Linked DNA regions of Sus scrofa: region 2 is linked to region 1. A link is a contact called in public HiChIP or PLAC-seq data. All regions are on one chromosome and are shown on one strand. The core of a region is the stretch at or near the end of the contact, and the rest is flanking DNA. Distances in the headings are between cores, read along the strand shown. Region 1 holds the start of SESN2 (sestrin-2). Region 2 holds the start of MED18 (mediator of RNA polymerase II transcription subunit 18).

Region 1 (2,992 bases), core at 331-2,830:
GGGCCACTCCTGCAGCATATCTCCCCAAAAAAGATTTTTAAAAGAATATATAATATATAGTAAATAAATATAACCCCCCCAAAAAAAAACCCCAATATGTTAACACTGATCCTCTCTTGGTAGTAGGATTAGAATTTTGAAAGGATTGCTCCCATTCTCTAAAAGGATCCTTTTTTATTTATTAAGTTACCAACATAATACATTTTGGCATTCATTTATTTATTTGCTTTTTCAACTGAACCAGTGGTATATGGAAGCCCTGCAGCTAGGGATCAAATCCCAACCCAAACTGTGACTTCTGGCAGGCACAGCTGCAGAAACACAGGATTCTTAACCTACTGCACCACAGTGGGAAGTCCCATCTTGGTTTTTAAACAATCATTAAATAAATATAGTGCATAAAACCTTATAATTCTCTATCATCCTTTTATTCCAGATGTAACTGGATCCTAATAGTTTGTTGCAAACTACACATCTTTCCAGACTTTTGTTGCCTCTGTATATTTATGGATGGTATCTATGACATAATTCTATTTTTTTTTTTTTGTCTGTTTGCCGTTTCTAGTGTTGCTCCCCCTGCATATGGAGGTTCCCAGGCTAGGGATCTAATCAGAGCTGTAGCCACCGGCCTACGCCACAGCAACACAGGATCCGAGCCACATCTGCGACCTACACCACAGCTCACAGCAAGGCCGGATCCTTAATCCACTGAGCAAGGCCAGAGATCCAACCCGCAACCTCATGGTTCCTAGTCGGATTCGTTAACCACTGCGCCACAACGGGAACTTCATATGACATAATTCTAAGTGCATCACTGGGCAACTTGTTTTTTTGTTTGTTTTAACCTAACATTAAATGCAGCATACATTTTCATTTCACCTAGAGCATCTACAATAGAGCACGTAGAGCTACCTCCTGCTTCTTTACTGCATGATATTCCACTGTGGAGACAAGAACAACGGGAAGTGCATTCCTGCTGGAGGGTCTTTTGGGAATCTGGTTTATTATTTGAACCAGTCCTCTTTGGTGAGCACTTTGATCCCTTCCAGTTTTACACTTTTACAATAGAATAATGAACAGGAGTAATACCAGTTTAGAGTAGAAAGCCTGAAAAACATTAGAAAACATAAAGGGGGGGAAATATTTCGAGTTACGTCTTTTGTACCTTTACACTTTCCTGTATTTTCAAAATATTCTGATATAACATATGTCATTTATAATTTGAAAAGGAAAAACATGCACTAAAACCAAAAGTTCATTAAAAGAAAATGAAAGAGAAAAAAAAAAAGAAACGAAAGCGAAGGGGATAGTCCCTGCCACCTCCCAGGGGAGGGGGCCGGCGGCGGGAGGGGCGGGCCGACACAGTCTGCACCAATCAGAGCCCGGTTGATAAGCAGAGCGAGGAGAATTTGGAGACACTCCCCGCCGAGCAAACTGTCTTGCGGTTTAGTTTCCCTAACCAGCCTGGAAACCTGCCTGGGCCTAGCCCGCATGCCGCTGCGGACTGCTATTGGCTGCCAGGCAACCCCGCCCATCTTCCTGTTCATTGGACGCCCGCGGTTTTCGTAAGAGGAGCCTGTTGCTGACCGAAAACAAGTAAGCGCAGCAGCTTTTGTTCAGGAGATTTTTGGACTGCAAACGTCCTGGGCACCCTTGGGTCAAAAAAGCAACATCACTTGGGTTCCCTTCCTGGCTCAGCATAAACGAATCTGACTAGCATCCATGAGCACGCAGGTTCTCTCCCCGGCCTCGCTCAGTGGGTTAAGGATCCGGCGTTGCCCTGAGCTGTGGTGTAGGCCAGTAGCTACAGCTCTGATTCGACCCCTAGCCTGGGAACCTCCGCAAGCCACCGATGCGGCCCTAAAAAGACAAAAAGACAAAAAAAAAAAAAAAAGCTATATCATTAACCATCGTTTATTTAGTCCCGGCTTAAGGCCGGGTTTCTAGCGCCAAACTTTTAATTTCAATGGTTATAATCACCTTTCTTGAACACAAAACTATCTGCCAGTCACTGTACTTTAAAATAAGAACAATAGTAACAATTTAAATGATACTTACAGTTTGTTGGTCTCTTAATCTTTATTCAAGCCTTGTTAAGGAATTTGTATGCCTTAGCTCTCATCCTTACAATAGCCCCTGTGAAGGTAAACGTTATCGCCCCATTTTACTCAGCAGGAACCAGGTTCAGAGAGGCGAAGTGACTTGCCTGGATTCGCACAGCTAAGGGTTAGAACTGGACCCTTCAACATTAATTCTGCTTCCAAGCACAATTTTTTCGAGGAGTGGGGGGTATACAAAAGACTTTTGAGGACAGGAAGAAGTGGATCAGGATGGTGGCAAGGCCCTGGGGCATTGCTTCAGTGACAGGCCTCAGGGTGATTGAGAATGGAATATATGGAGCCTCTAGGCGTGGAGGAGAAGGAGGAAGAGGGAAATCAGGACATCGGAGCCAATTCAGCAAAGAATTCTTCCTGGAAATGTGAGGCTCCTGGGGCCGTGTGTTGTGGTGCAAGTGGCCCTCGACTGGGGACCTGGACCCCAAGGTTCCAGGTATTGCCCTGTGACCAGCTTCCTGAGGGACCTTGAGCAAATGCCTTCTCTCTGGACCCCAGGCTTCCGTCTGTACGGTGAGAGAGTAAGCCGAAACAACGGGAAGTGCATTCTGGCTGGGGGGGCGGGGGAGTGTCCTTTGGGAATCTGGTTCCTGCTGGCATCAGGGAAACTCCTCAACAACCACACAATCTTTACTTAGCTGTTGCCTGGCCTCTTTTCAAGAACGGACAATCCTGTGAACCACCTTTTCCCCTCCCCGTCTGTTCTGAGCTATAGCAGAGTCGTGCCTGCAGGGGGCGCTGAGGGTTCATAGCTGACAAAACCTAACTGGAATTCTTAGCCAATTATCCGAAAGCACCCAGCTCATGGGTTTTGGTATATTGTTTATTAAGAGCGTTGAGCTTTTTTTTTGAAACCTGAAGATTTCTGTCCTCAGGAT
Region 2 (2,992 bases), core at 362-2,861, 62 kb after region 1:
ACAGTTGCCAGCCTATGCCACAGCCACAGCAACACCAGATCCGAGCCATGTCTGCGACCCACACCACAGCTCATGGCAACACCAGATCCTTAACCCACTGAGCAAGGGCAGAGATCGAACCTGCAACCTCATGGTTCCTAGTCGGATTCGTTCCTGCTGCTCCATAGTGGGAACTCTGAGGCCTCACATTCTTATAACATTTTCTCCATCCCTATAAATCATGAGTCTTGTCCAAGTTTTACCATATTGTTCACCCAATTCTTACCTATTCTTTTTTTTTTAATTTAATCCTACTTTTGAAATGTCAGATAAAATGTGGGTAATATTTTTTTTAAGTTTAAAAATGTAAATGAGTAAGACAGTATAAATTACAGCAGGGGAAACTGGAATTATAAATGACTGTATAGGAGTTCCCATCATGGCTCAGCAGAAATGAATCTAACTAGTACCCATGAGGATGCAGGTTCCATCCCCAGCCCCAGTCAGTGAGTTAAGGATCCAACATTGCCATGAACTGTGGTGTAGTTGCAGACTTGGCTTCGATCTGGCACAGCTGTGGCTGTAGCGTAGGCCAGGGGCTACAGCTCCGATTCAACCCTGGCCTGGGAACTTCTATATGCCTTGCTCGGTGAGTTGGGGGTCCAGGATTGCCATGAGCTGTGGTGTAGGTCACAGATGCGGCTCAGATCGCACATTGCTGTGGCTGTGGCATAGGTCAGCACCTGAAGCTCTGATTCAACCCCTAACCTGGGAACTTTCATATGCCAGGGTGCAGCCCTAAAAAGAAAAAAAAAAAAAAGATGTGTAGCAATTAAGAGGGTGGGTTCTGAAATCAGGCAGCTGCTTAAATTTGTACCCCAGTCTAAACTCCCTGGTGTGTTATTTCTTGATGCCTAAGTTTCTCCATTAGTAAAATTAAGTAATAATTATACTTGGGTTACAGGGCTGCTGTGAAGATCAAAAATTCCAATATTTTGTTCATTAAGGATTTTTTTTCCACATTAAATTCGTAAAAGATTGCATTACAATTTTTTGAATTGTTAGGAGTTTTGGTGCCCCTTAAATTTTTCGCTCCAGGGAGTGCCTCAACCACCATACTCTAGCTCCATTCTTTGCATTTTACATGCTTGACACACAAGCAACATTCAATAAATGAGCTGAATTTACTTATCTCCCAAAATTTTTGAATTGAGGTAAAATAAACACAGAAGAGTGAACAAATATCAAATGTATTGCTGAGTTCCCTAATTGTTCAGAACAGTCTGCTAAACAGTAAAAGATGTCTTTCCTTCTTATCTTCAGGTACTCAACCAAAAGAAGTTTTGGTTTTATGATCTCTTTTTTTCTTCAGCTCTCTTCCCCCGGCTCTCTTTTCCCCCTGTAAGTTCCAAAAGAATTCCTTGACAAAAACAACTCCAGGCCGTCACACTTGAAAAAAGGAAAATATTTTCCGGGAGGACTGCCTTTGATGTCAAGGTCCCCCTCACGCCCCGAGGAACGCGCTCAGGAAGGCCGCCCTCTTCCACGCAGAATCGCAGTTTGCGCATGCGCTTCTACTTGCCAGGCCGCAGAGATGATTTTTATGCCTTCCCGGCACCCTTACGTCGCAGAATGGTGATGTCAAGATTTGCGCGACGGAGACTTTTTGCCGGAAGTGGAGGGGAGAAAGTGTTGCACTCCACCGGGGGGTGGGGGTCTTCAAGTTCAGTGCTGGGGGCTAATTATCGCTAAAAAGCTCCGAGGTGCTCTGGTGGCTTCAGTTCCCTGCTTTGCCAGAAAAGGCTAGAACACGCGCGGAGGTGTGTTTTTGGTGTGAGTAGGCACGCGTCGATGGTGGGGTAGGAGGACCTCAATCGTCAGAAGAACTTCGCACTTCTGTCTGGCTCGCTTTCAAAGGCGTTTTGAACGCCTAGATTTTTGTCTGGTTTATCTCTGCCATGGACTTGCTCTGTATCCTTCCCTCCAACCCCCACCCAAAGTGTCAGTATCCTCATCTCCAAATTGAAGGGGAGTCACCTCTCAGTTCTATTATTTCACGGCTATTGTGTCATCTGAGCCACAAAGCCTTGGGGGTTAAATGTCGACCTCATTTTATAAGGAAGACATTGAATCCCAGGGTCAGCGGTTTGATGGCTTATTGCACAGGAAATTCTGAAACTGAAGGTTTCAGACCTTGAGACTGAAAGATTATAACTCCATGATCAGGCCTCCTTTGTGTATTTCTGTATCATCAATTCCTGAAACTGACTTATGGAAGTTGTTCAAAAAGTTCTGGATGAATGAATGAATCTTTTGATGTTAAGGCTAATGACCCAGGTAGATCTGGTGTCTCTCCATCTCTCTGATGTATTAACAAGCATAACTCTTTTCCAGGTGTGTCCTGTGCTTTATTTGACTGGGACTCTGAATCCGGTTCTGTTGCTTTCAACTTAAACAGATAGCATGGAGGCACCTCCAGTCACTATGATGCCTGTCACCGGGGGCACCATTAACATGATGGAGTACCTGCTGCAGGGTAAGTGAACTAGGGAGCTTAGATTACCTGATTTCCTCTTTTCTGTTCAGGTTCCATGGAGATGAAAGGCTAATATACAAAGGCTACATAATTTCTGGCACCTCTTTTTTTTTTTTTTTTCAATTTGGCTTTAATTATGGTCACAAACATATAGCATTAAACATTTTGAGCATAACATTTAGTAGTGTTAAATATGTTTGCATTGTTGTATAGCCAATCTCTAGAACTTTTTCATCTTGCAAAACTGAAACTCTGTACTCATTCTTCCTTTCCCCTCCCCCCAGCCCTTGGCAACAACTTTTCTACTTTCTTTTTTTTTTTTTCTTTTTTTATTTTCTTTTCTGCTGAACCTACGGCATATAGAAGTTCCCAGGCCAGGGATCGAACCCACACCACAGGAGCAGCTCTGGCAGCTACAATGACAACACAGGATGAGTAACCCACTGCACCACAGGAGAATTCCAAACCTTTCTACTT

The links. HiChIP or PLAC-seq counts read pairs in DNA pulled down with a chosen protein or histone mark.
Region 2: an H3K27ac HiChIP or PLAC-seq map of alveolar macrophages shows a contact between it and region 1. The contact joins the promoter of MED18 here to the promoter of SESN2 in region 1. A contact is called at or near these places in 2 of 5 promoter capture datasets (fetal liver and liver), 15 of 47 Hi-C or Micro-C datasets (alveolar macrophages, blood, brain and 6 more) and 2 of 2 datasets of contacts at active chromatin or transcription factors (alveolar macrophages and skeletal muscle).

Annotation. Positions count from the first base shown.
Region 1 is chr6:85,320,402-85,323,393 of Sscrofa11.1, forward strand. It overlaps SESN2 (sestrin-2), which reads left to right and starts at 1,581. Exons shown (of 12, transcript XM_021095666.1): 1 at 1,581-1,596.
Region 2 is chr6:85,382,474-85,385,465 of Sscrofa11.1, forward strand. It overlaps MED18 (mediator of RNA polymerase II transcription subunit 18), which reads left to right and starts at 1,612. Exons shown (of 3, transcript XM_005665139.3): 1 at 1,612-1,812; 2 at 2,374-2,515. The coding sequence starts at 2,443.